Regions from separate parts of the Mus musculus genome. Here all the other regions are linked to region 1. The links are chromatin contacts, called in public HiChIP or PLAC-seq maps. All regions are on one chromosome and are shown on one strand. The core of a region is the stretch at or near the end of the contact, and the rest is flanking DNA. Distances in the headings are between cores, read along the strand shown. Region 1 overlaps Tbc1d9 (TBC1 domain family, member 9). Region 2 has its middle 7.0 kb from the start of Scoc. Region 3 overlaps Clgn (calmegin).

Region 1 (3,764 bases), core at 673-3,172:
GTGGCCTGTGCTCAAGGAGTTTCACAGAATGCTTTCCTGTGGTGATCTGGGCACAGACGTCGGGGTGCCAAGAGCACCAGAGACCTGCAGAGGGCACGTGACTGGGCAGAGGTCAGGCAGCTGGTATCTTTGTGTCCTCGGGCCAGAAGTTAGAAATATTTTCTGAGTCCTGCCTCAAGGTAAAGTTTGGTACTCTGCTGCTGTTGTGACAGTCCTAGCAAAGAAACTCTACAGGGCTTTCTGTGCTCTAGGTCCGTGCTAGATGTGCCAAGTGCTGTCGTGCTGAGTCTCTAGCACAAACTAATACAGCAAGTGTCATTGCCTATGTAGCACAGAGGAGAAACCTGAAGCACCAAGAGGCTTCTTACATCCCCCAGCATCCCATCTGCATTCTAGTCCTTGATAGTAGGAGATATCACGTAATAGTGACTTTCAATAGCCTGGGTCCTTATGACCCTGCAGAGTCTGACCTTTGTCCGTATGACCCCGGAGACCTATACTTGTGAAGTAGGGGAAGGAAGGATGGCAGTGACCAGCAAATATGGACATGGGTTTAAGAGCCAGAAAGTCTGGATCCGATACATAGCGATGTGAGAGGTCCTGCTTCCTCATCTATAGAGGATTATTATGGTTTTGCTTCCTGGGCCAACTCTGCTCTAGCCTGGCATTGGGGAGTGCAAGTAGCAGAATGCTGTCTTTCACGTTTCTTTACATTGTTTATGGTGATAGCTCTGATTAGATGCGGGTTTTGAGAAGGTAGACTTCTGAACATTTCAAGTCACAACAATGTGTGTGTGTGTGTGTGTGTGTGTGTGTGTGTGTTTTGCCTTTGCCTAGTCCTCCAAATACAAGTTTGTCCCTTTCCCATACAAGGACAAATACAAGTTTGTCTTTTTCCAGGTGCTGAGGTATAAGTGTGTCACTTGAGGTCCCCCTTGAGTGTGTACTGATGTACTGAGTGGGTACTGATGTACTGAGCATGAAGCCAGCTCACTCTACATAACAGCATCTCTTAACTGGAGAGAGAAGGACACAGTGATAGCCGGCCACAGGCACCTCGGTGTTCAGGGCACTGGGTGTTTCTCTTGCCTTCATTTGCGGGTTAACCTTAAACCTTTTGTGTATGGTTGCATTTTGGAGAAAACCACAAGGGATGTCTTTGTTGGTTTTCTTTTATTTGAGTAACTGAATGCTGTATATTTGAAGGCTGAAATAAAGCAGAGATCTACTCAGCCTGTTTTGCTTCTGAAAACCCACAGTATTTTCAGGCTCTCGAAGGTTTAGTGGGCTTTGTTTTCTGCTCTGTTGCTGTTTGCTTGTTTGTTTTATTATGCAGACTAACTTATTCTCGCTCAGTCTCTTCCCACACACCCTAACAGTGAGAAAATTTCAGGGCAGTGCTATAGTCTGTCTCCAGACCAAAGTCCAACGTGCATTATGTTAGTATTGCACCGGAGGTAGCCATTGGACATCGATCCACGGGGCCTTAAACCTTTGTTTTTAACCCTTAGAGATCAGGCAGCATAAATTCACTCTGCAGGTCTGTCTTCAAATTTCTTCTAATTTCAAGTACACACCATGGACTTGAAGATACATTTTAGGCTGGGTGAGACATCAGACCACAATGACTCTGTGTTTTCTGTTATTGTCATACATAGCATGTGTGACACATGTATGAGATCTCCTGGTGACTGTCCACAAATCCTCTAAAAACACAGCTTCTCATCTTTCAAAAGCCAGTGTCTAATCAACCTGAAGGACATCAAGTGTGGGCCTTGTTTTTTCTTAGCAGAGCTCTCTGGGTGACCTTCACCGCCAACTCTGGCTTTCTTTGTTTTTCTAGCTTAGTCCAGACAACTCAGCTTGTTTTTTCCTTGCTCTATTTCAGTAAGTGGGATCTTTCCAGAAAACTAACAGCCAAACCCTTTCTTTCACTTCTGTTTCTGAACTAAGTCTGTGTGGTGTTTTCCTTCACGCAGCGGTTCGACTGGGTTCAAGAGAGAAAGGTATGGCAGCAAAGCGTGGGTTTGTCAGAGGTGCACCACAAAGGCTGTGGGAGATTTGAAGCATGGGGCTGGCGTGGTAGCAGCCCACCAGTGGGAACTGAGTGATCTGGATGGAGAGATTTTGGAGCTCTGGGTCAGAGAGTCTCCACGAGATAAGAACTGGCCTGCGAGACTACTGTGGCTGAGTGGGAACTCGCTGTTCATTTTAATATTTCCAGCAACAGGTGGTGCCTAAGGTGGGGCACAAACCCACGACCCTGAGATTAAGAGTCTCAAGCTCTACTGACTGAGTTAATACACAATCTTGCACAAACTGTTCCATGAATAGACCAGGTCATGACAGTCATGGTGAAAGGGCTTCCTGTCAGGTTCCTTCAAACAGTACTGTGATTACCGGGCATGAGAGTGTCGTGGGTGTGTGTCACAATCAGAGGACAACCTGTGGGAGTGGGTTTTCTCCTTTCAGCTTGTGGATCCTAGGGATTGAATTTAGGTCATCAGGCTTGGCAAGTGACATTATCTGCTGAGCCATCACACATACACATAAACACACTTTTCAAGACAGTCTTACTGTGTAGTCCAGGCTGGCCTCAAACTCACTACAATCCTCCTGCCTGAGCCTCACAAGTGTTGGGATTATAAACATGTGCAACCATGCTTGAGATCTGGCTTTAAGCAGGGATGGCAATGCACCATGGGGGAAGAGTAGATGTTTGTCAAGTTAATGTGTGCATGCACACGCTATTCCTACTGTAGGTATGGGTGTGGTAGAGTTAGATATGCATAGCTCTGGATAGAGAAAATATGGAAGCCAGGTGGTGGTAGCACATGCCTTTAATCCCAGCGCTGGGAAGACAGAGGCAGGCAGATCTCTGTGAGTTTGAGGCCAGCCTTGTGTACAGAGTGAGTTCCAGGACAGCAAGAGTGAAAACAAAGAAACATTCTCTTTAAACAAACAAACAAATAAACAAACAACAAAAGAAAGAAAGAGAGAAAAAAGAATAAGAAAGAAAGCAGTCTAAAACAGTGCAAAGCTAAGATGCATCTGTTCTGTTCTAAACCTTAAACCTGATAAGTGTGTTCAACCCATGATAACCAAGGAGTACTGGGGTTAAGCAGAGCCAATAGGTTGGATCATGTAGGTGTAACAGGGAGTCTAACTACTGAGCTGAGGAGATAATCCAGTCAATAAAATGCTTACTGCACAAGCCTGATGACATGGATTTAACCCCTAGTATCCATGGGATTAAAACTAGGTGTGGTGGCATGTACCTGTAATCCCAGGGTGGGAAAGAGGAGAACCGCAGCCTAGCCTCATTGCTTAGTCCTGATATGTCATATTTACTGTCAACTTGACAGCGTGAGAAGCTCCAGAATGGCCTGGGAGATGGGTCTCTGGGTACACATGTATGGGGCTCTCTGGATTATTTTAATTGTAACGAGAGACCCCACCCACTATGGGTGGCACAGTTCCCTAGCTGAGATTCTGGGCTGTGTAAATAGAGAAAGGGAATGGGGTCACAGTCCTGCATCCATCCCCCTGTTTCAGACTATTGATGGGACTCAGATCAACTTGCTTCAAGCTCCTGTGACCTTGATACCTTGATTTCCCTGCCGTGTGTTACTGGGCCCTTGAACTGTGGACCAGAATAAGCCCTCTCCCTCAAGTTTCAAGTTTTATCACTCCAATAGGAAGAGGAAGTTTCTTCCAGGTCAACAAGAGACCCTATCTCAAAACTAATTTAGATGGCATCAGAG
Region 2 (3,764 bases), core at 912-3,411, 230 kb after region 1:
CGGCAGCTTGTCTGGGTTCAAGAGAGAAAGGTATGGTGGCAAAGTGTGGGTTTACCAGATGTGCACCACAAAGACCATGAGGGACTTGAAGCACAGGGTTGATGTGGTAGTGACCCACCAGTGGGAACTTAGCAAGCTGGATAAAGAGATTTTGGAGCTCTGAACCAAGAGTCTCCACGAAATAAAAACAGGTCAGCCATTGCCTGCCAGTGCAAGGCTGGCCAGGCTGCCAGGGCAGAGGCACAAAAGTGGGAACATGCCAGTTCCATTTTTTAAATATTTTCCGCAACAGAAAAACATAGATATTTACAATTCACAACAATAGCAAAGGTACAATTATGAAGTAGCAACAAAAATAAATTTATGGTTGGGGGTCAGCACAACATGAGGAGCTGTGTTAAAGGGTCATAGCATTAGGAAGAATGAGAACCACTGAGCTAAGAGTAAACATGGAAGATCAGAGTGGACACAAAAGGCCTTAACAGATGCTCAGAAAATCCTGCAGCGAGACAGACTGAATCACTGGGATTCCTACCCATGGCAAGGAAACTTACGGTCTAAAGCTGTAAGTTCTACAAGTCCATAAGGTACAAAGGACCCAGTGTAGACAGAATCGTTCCTCAAAGGAAGAGAGGGCACACCCTACATTATCTCAACACTTATTTTTAACCTAATTTAATGAAATCAATAATGGTGTTGGTATAAAGATGTCCATACAGAAACAAAACCGAATAGGGCCAGGAAGAAGTGCACGCATTGATTCATATAGCTAACTGATTCTCACAGTGGTATCAAAGCAATCTCATGGAGAGAGGCTTATCTTCAACAATAATGCTTCAACAACTAGATATCAATATTGGGAGGTAAGCCTGAACTTGTACCTCACAGCATACACACACACACACACACACATACACACACACGCACACAAACACAATGTTAATTCAAATGGACATGGTCTAAAATGAAAGCTTAGATTATCAGTTTTTAGAAGATAGAGAAATCTTTATCAGAATTATACTGGAAAATCTTTTTTAACTTTTTAAAAAGATTCTATTTATTTTATGTATCTGAGTGCTCTATCTGCATGCACACCCGTGTGCCAGAATATGTATGAAGTGTTGCTTTGAAGAGCACAGAGAAACCAGGGTTATAATTTTACAACAAAATGGTCCCACTAGGTAGCAAAGCTCTAAAATGCTGGGTTGCTAAAAAGATTTTCTTCAAATTGTCCTAAGTCTCATTGTAATCTACGAGCTGAGATAGACTCTCAGTAACCCTGTGAGATAAAAGAGGTCAGTTTTTGGAGTTCCCTCAGCTTCTGTCAAAGTCTGGGATCTTAAACCACTTGTGAGCTGATGGGCATCTTGTTTTACGGCTGCTGAGAGGCCTGGGCGAGAGACTCGACCCTCCTTACACCCCTGCATGAACTTCATTCTGGGTTCCCCGTCCACGTCTCTGGGTGTCGGGAGGCTGCAGCCGGCCTCCATATGTAGTGTGTTGTGATACAGGGCCAGAACCTTGATCTTGGAGATCTATTGCTTCTCCAGAAAGTGTAGCAAGCTTTTCTTGGCCCAGGGCTGGCCCAGGCATTGAACAGTTACTCTGGAAACACTGTCCATTGAAGTCTGAGAAAGGGCTTCATACTCTTGATATGCCCACAAAAATACAGTGACCCCCAGGGTCCATGGCCCCTAGAGTCCATGGTAGCACCTCTCTCAGGAACCTTCTACCTGACTTGACTTCAGCTCTGTGGCAAATTCCTGTCCCCACCCCTCCATTATATAGCCCTAGGGAAATTTCTCCAAATGTCTCAGCCCGGGAGGGTTCTTTAAGTTTAAAAAGGAGAAGTCCACTAGCCAGAGGCTGGGCACGCATCAGCAGGAGTGATGGCACTTTAGGAATGCCTGTGGCATGAGTCAGGTGGCCTTTTGTAGCTTACTCCTTCCTGGCCTTTCTTTTACACCATTTAATCTAACTTCTCCACACTTCCAAGTAAGAGCCTTGGCTGGGGTGAGGGCAGTTGGTAATTTACCGAGCTAGCATGAGGACTCGAGTTCAGTTCCTATGACTTGTGGAGACAACCCCATGTGTGGTAGTGAGCACTTTTAATTCCCTTGTTGGGGAAGAGATTGTTAGACCCAGGCTGGGTAGAGACTGTCTCACAAACACTAGATAGAGTGGGCCCCTTAAGGTTGCCCTGTGGCCTCCACAAGCACACTAGAACAGGGATATGTGCACCAACACAGAAACGCATGCACATATGGGGGTGTGAACAAAAACCTACATGTGATTTGTTTTAAACAATTGGCTAAACTGATCATTTCTAACCACAGGGAAATAGGCCCAAACCACCCTCTGCTTGTCCTGGCAAAGGCAGAAAGTTCTGAAAAGCCTTGCCACTAGGGGGCCAAGGCTGGTCTAAAATCCAGCAGGAACAAGTTTAAGTCTTAAGAGAACTTAAGCTATGGGGGGGGGGGGGAGGGGGGGGGAAGAATTCCTGAAGTTGAGCACAGAATCCAGTATGCCTCAGACTCATTCCCAACAAGAGTCATGAACCTGGGTTTTCCTTGTGACAGTGTGAGTGGATCACAAACAAGCAGCTCTCAGTGGGAGGGAACATAGTACACGTCTCTCTCATCCACAGACGAGACATCTGCCTGGATCATTGGTACAATGTCTTTTCCATCCCAAGAGCTTTATGCCAAAATAAATGTTACTAGATATTTGCTAACAGCTCTCATAGATCACAGTCCAATCAGCAGTTTAACATTTCATGCAAATATATTTGTGGTTCTCCTTTAGATTTGGTGTAAAAGGCCTATCATGTCCCCTTAGTGCTGTATTAGGGAAATGACAGCCCTAGGCTCAGGCAGACACATGTTATAATCCCAGCACTTGGGAGGCAGTGTCAGGAGAGCTACAGATTCGTGACCAGCCTGGACTACATGGGCCGACTGCACCTCAAGTCTCTGTCTTAAACAAAGCACATTTACCTTTGCTGTGCCACTTCAGACTACAGAAACAGAATTCAGGTTTTCCCTTTTATGTCCTCAGGGAAAACAGGATAAACAGAAGGGAAGTGTTCTGGCCTGCATGCATAGCAACTGGAGCTGAACAGAAATCCCTGCATCTGATTTCTTATATTCCTGTGTTCTGTCTACAAATGGAGCTCCACTGCCCAGCACCTAAATGCAGTCTTGAAACTCTGTCTGGATGGGTATTCCGCCCTGGGGTCTTCATTTTTCTGAGTTGAGAGAAGCATGGGTGCTTGGCATGAAGGGACAGCACTGGGTTGCCACACTGTCTTTTCCCCTGAGAGTTCAAACTGCTTTCTATCAAAAAAAAAAAAAAAAAATCCCACTGCTTCTCACTGCACCTGGCAGAGGGGCAGAGAGCTCCAGAGGTGGTGGCTGTCCAACTTCATAGAGCATGCAAGGACAGCTAGGGGTTAGGGGGAAGTAACCTCAATAAAAGAAAGAGCCCTAAGGTCTCCATGTTGGGGATGGCACACTACTGACCTCTAGTGGTAAAACTAATTCAAAAACATTTCTTCATACGCAGAACTTTATGCTTCATAATTTATTCATACGTTATGTGACATTTTCTGCTTGTTAAATGACCTTGTCGGCACAGGGAGATTTGTGTTTCTCTACTCAAAAGGCATGATTTTTTTAAATTTCTGATAGAACATTTTAGCCGGTGAGTTGTCAAAAAGATTTGAGAGGTTTTGGGGTTTTTGTTGTTGTTTTCCATCCTGTGTA
Region 3 (3,764 bases), core at 552-3,051, 210 kb after region 1:
GTCTGGCGTACAGAGCAGACAGATAGGAAGGGATATAGAGATAGAATGATGGTTTACACACACAAATGTGGTTGTATATTCTAATTCTTCACTACTGTCTTTCTTCATAGCATTCATTTATCACAAAGTGTGTGTGTGTGTGTGAGTGTGTGTGAGAGAGAGAGAAGGTATGTGTGTGAGTGTATGTGTGTGTGTGTGTGTGAGTGTGTGTGTGAGTGTGTGTGAGTGTGTGTGTGAGAGAGAGAGAGAAAGTATGTGTGTGAGTGTATGTGTGTGTGTGTGTGTGTGAGTGTGTGTGTATGTGCTCGCGTGTGCGAGTGCCTGTGATTGTTCTTCATCTTACTGTTTTTGAGACACTGTCTCTCAGTAAACCTGGATCTTTCTGACTCGAGTAGACTGACTGGCCAACAAATCCCAGGGATCCCCTGCCTCCATCTCCTCAGGGCTGGGATTACAGCCATTGTCTGACAGCACCAACTTTTTAAACAGTGCTACAGACTAAACTCAGCTCCTGTACCTTCACGCAGGGGCACACATGTTACCGCCGGAGCCATCTCCCCATCCCTTATAAAAGGCTTCCTCTGGACCATCTAGAGACTGCCATATCCAGAGATCCATCCCATAATTAGCCTCCAAACGATGACACCATTGCATACACTAGCAAGATTTTGCTGAAACGACCCTGATATAGCTGTCTCTTGTGAGACTATGCCGGGGCCTACCAAACACAGAAGTGGATGCTCACAGTCAGCTATTGGATGGAGCACAGGGCCCCCAGTGGAGGAGCTAGAGAAAGTACCCAAGGAGCTAAAGGGATCTGCAACCCTATAGGTGGAACAACATTATGAACTAACCAGTACCCCAGAGCTCTTGACTCTAGCTGCATATGTATCAAAAGATGGCCTAGTTGGCCATCACTGCAAAGAGAGGCCCATTGGACACACAAACTTTATATGCCCCAGTACAGGGGAACGCCAGGGCCAAAAAGGGGAAGTGGGTGGGTAGGGGAGTGGGGGGCAGGGTATGGGGGACTTTTGGGATAGCATTCTAAATGTAATTGAGGAAAATACGTAGTAATAAAAAATATTTTTTAAAAAGGCTTCCTCTTCCGCTCCTTTTTATTTGTGTAATGGCATCACTTTCTCTAAGAGTGTCTTCCTTTGTTCCTTCTCCCAGGGACTCTGGAGTCCTCAGAAGATTCCCAACCCAGATTACTTTGAGGATGACCACCCCTTCCTCCTGACTTCTTTCAGTGCGCTGGGCTTAGAGCTTTGGTCCATGACTCCTGACATCTACTTTGATAATTTTATCATCTGTTCAGAAAAGGAGGTGGCCGATCAGTGGGCTACAGATGGCTGGGAACTGAAGATAATGGTGGCAAATGCTAATGAGGTGCGACAGTGACCGCAGACAAGTTATGCAACTGTGGGTGGGCCTCAGGGGACTCACTCCTGGCTGTGGGTGATACCGATGCAGTAACTACTAAATGCCAAGGAAAGGGACTTGAATACATCTTATAGACAGAATATCGAGGTTTTCTGCATAGACTTCATGGTGAATTCAAATTATAATAGCCCTAATGAGACTCAAAGTCCAATTGTGTTTATAACATTAAAAAAGCCGTCTTTGCGCTTTCAAGTCAGCCTGCCAAGGCTGAGAGCTGTAACAGGAATCTGTACCCATTCCAACTATTTTTACTTAGAGAAATGCCAAGTTACCTAACGTCAGCATTACTGTGTTTGTTTCCACTGCTGTGCTGTGTGCTCTGGGCTAGCTGGCCTGTGAGCTTGCTGACTCCACACGCCACCTCACCCTGGGGGCGCTGGGATCACAGGCCACTGCATCCGGCATAGTATGAGGGTGTCAGCACTTTAATCTACTGAACCATTTGCCCACGACCAGTTGGTTTCTTTAGACACTTGACTGTTACAAGTGAAATATGTTGTGGCCTCAGATTTTATTTTAATAAAATAAAATTCATACCCAAGGGCCACTTGTGAAATTGTTCATAGAAAAAGAAAAAGAAAAAGAAATCACAATGATCCCTGAGTGACTTTATCAGGAAGTTCTTTGACAGAACATATTATCAAAGGTGTCTTTTTCAGTGTGTGTGTGTGTGTGTGTGTGTGTGTGTGTGTGTGTGTGTGTGCGCGTGTGTGCACTGGGAGAGAGTGAAAGATGTACATAATCTGTGGAAGTCTGTACCTCTATGCTGATGTCTCCCGCAGCCTGGTGTACTCCGACAGCTGGTGATAGCCGCAGAGGAGCGCCCCTGGCTCTGGCTCATGTACCTGGTGATGGCCGGCTTGCCCGTTGCATTAGTTGCTTCCTTTTGTTGGCCAAGGAAAGTAAAGGTAAAGAAAACACCTTGTTTTCAACTTTGTTTTTTCAGATTTGCTTGTGTTCCAGAGTTGTGTGGATCAAGCAGTGTAATGAATTCAATGCGAACGTAATGATTTCAGTCAGGTTCCTGTAAGATTTACCGAGTTTATTATGCACCTCATCAGTTAGTGCAAAAACAAACAAAAAAACAAAACAAACAAACAAACAAAAAAAACCCAGGTAGATAAACACTTTAATGGAGAGGACACGCATTGTCCATTTCAATAATTAGTGTCTGTGCACTAAGAAAGAAAGATAAAATAAAATTAAAATAAAATAAAATAAAATAAAATAAAACTAATGCTTAGCTTTTAGTAAAACCAGCGTTTGTTAAACTACCACAGAAAAAATATGAAGACACGGGACCTAAAAAAACTGAATTATGCAAACTGCAAAGCAAGGCCGCTCTGGAACAAGAGGCAGAGGAGGAGAAGGCCCCAGAGAAGCCAGAAGATGTGCAAGAAGAAAAGAAGCCAGGTGAAGCTGAGGTCGTCACCGTGGAAAAGGGTAAGACTGTGCTTGTGACTTGGGGCCCCGGCCCCGGCACTGCTGCCAGCGCTGACAGAATTGTCTGCCCTGCTCTGGGTCTGATGTGCACAGGAACATCAAGAGCGTGATTAGCCATCCCCTGAGAGGGACAGCCCTCTGAGCAGTCACCATGTCTGCCCTGCTCGTCCTTAGGGCACAGGCTTTTGTGCTTCTGAGAGCACAGATGAGCTGCAGTGTGTGCACAGTTGTGTGCCCAGGCATACCCTCACCCGACGGGGCACCCACAGCAGTCACACAGTTCCACCCAAGCCTAGCTTGATGAACAGTGGGTTCCTTACGGTGCATGGGTGACTCAAAGGCAGCATGCATGTGTGCACATATATGTCATGGAACACCTGCAGAAGTCAGAGGACAAAGCACAGGACTAAGTTCTTTAAGAAGAACTCTGTGTGTGTGTGTGTGTGTGTGTGTAAGTAAATTTAGGTTGTAAGTTCTCAGTCTTTTTAACTTACTAGTGCATTATATTGATGCTTCTGCCTACTTTAGAGAGCATTCACAAATAACTAATTTGGGAATACTTAAATATCAAAGGGGCCTTGTTTTAGAAGGCACTTTTGCACTTCTGCACTGTCCAGCACTGCGCGTGTGCAAACGTGAGGAAAGCAGAGGTAGCTAGCGCATGCTGGCTTCCACTTCCTCAAACTTCCGCTTCCTCAAACCTAATTCTTGGCAAAGTAAGTTTTTACTTTTTATAAGGACTTGTTCTCTTTTATGTTATGTCTCTGCCTTTAATGAAATCTGTATTCCAGAAGTAATTGGTGAACCGGAAGAGAAGAGTAAGGAAGACAGAGAAACTCTAGAAGGTCAAGAGGAAGTGAGCAAGCTGAGTAAAT

What was found. HiChIP or PLAC-seq counts read pairs in DNA pulled down with a chosen protein or histone mark.
Region 2: an H3K27ac HiChIP or PLAC-seq map of microglia shows a contact between it and region 1, with 8 times the contacts expected there. The contact joins two enhancer-like sites. A contact is called at or near these places in 5 of 39 promoter capture datasets (the HPC-7 cell line, HPC-7-derived erythroid cells, cranial neural crest and 2 more), 1 of 115 datasets of contacts at active chromatin or transcription factors (microglia) and 1 of 9 other capture datasets (embryonic stem cells).
Region 3: an H3K27ac HiChIP or PLAC-seq map of microglia shows a contact between it and region 1, with 8 times the contacts expected there. The contact joins two enhancer-like sites. A contact is called at or near these places in 2 of 115 datasets of contacts at active chromatin or transcription factors (bone marrow-derived macrophages and microglia) and 1 of 9 other capture datasets (adipose tissue).

What each region holds. Positions count from the first base shown.
Region 1 is chr8:83,215,304-83,219,067 of GRCm38.p6, forward strand. The region is part of intron 2 of Tbc1d9 (TBC1 domain family, member 9); the gene reads left to right. Among named protein-coding and RNA genes, the nearest start is that of Gm42027, 5.7 kb to the right of the region's middle. Within about 2 kb of position 1,923, at least 10 of the 459 cell types and tissues checked have an H3K27ac peak or open chromatin away from gene starts, as enhancers often do. A contact at or near this core is called in microglia, where this site is marked.
Region 2 is chr8:83,447,775-83,451,538 of GRCm38.p6, forward strand. It overlaps a transcript of Scoc not described here. Among named protein-coding and RNA genes, the nearest start is that of Scoc, 7.0 kb to the left of the region's middle. Within about 2 kb of position 2,162, at least 11 of the 459 cell types and tissues checked have an H3K27ac peak or open chromatin away from gene starts, as enhancers often do. A contact at or near this core is called in microglia, where this site is marked.
Region 3 is chr8:83,421,845-83,425,608 of GRCm38.p6, forward strand. Clgn (calmegin) reads left to right here. Exons shown (of 15, transcript NM_009904.4): 11 at 1,177-1,392; 12 at 2,229-2,354; 13 at 2,727-2,889; 14 at 3,681-3,764. Among named protein-coding and RNA genes, the nearest start is that of Scoc, 19 kb to the right of the region's middle. Within about 2 kb of position 1,802, at least 23 of the 459 cell types and tissues checked have an H3K27ac peak or open chromatin away from gene starts, as enhancers often do. A contact at or near this core is called in microglia, where this site is marked.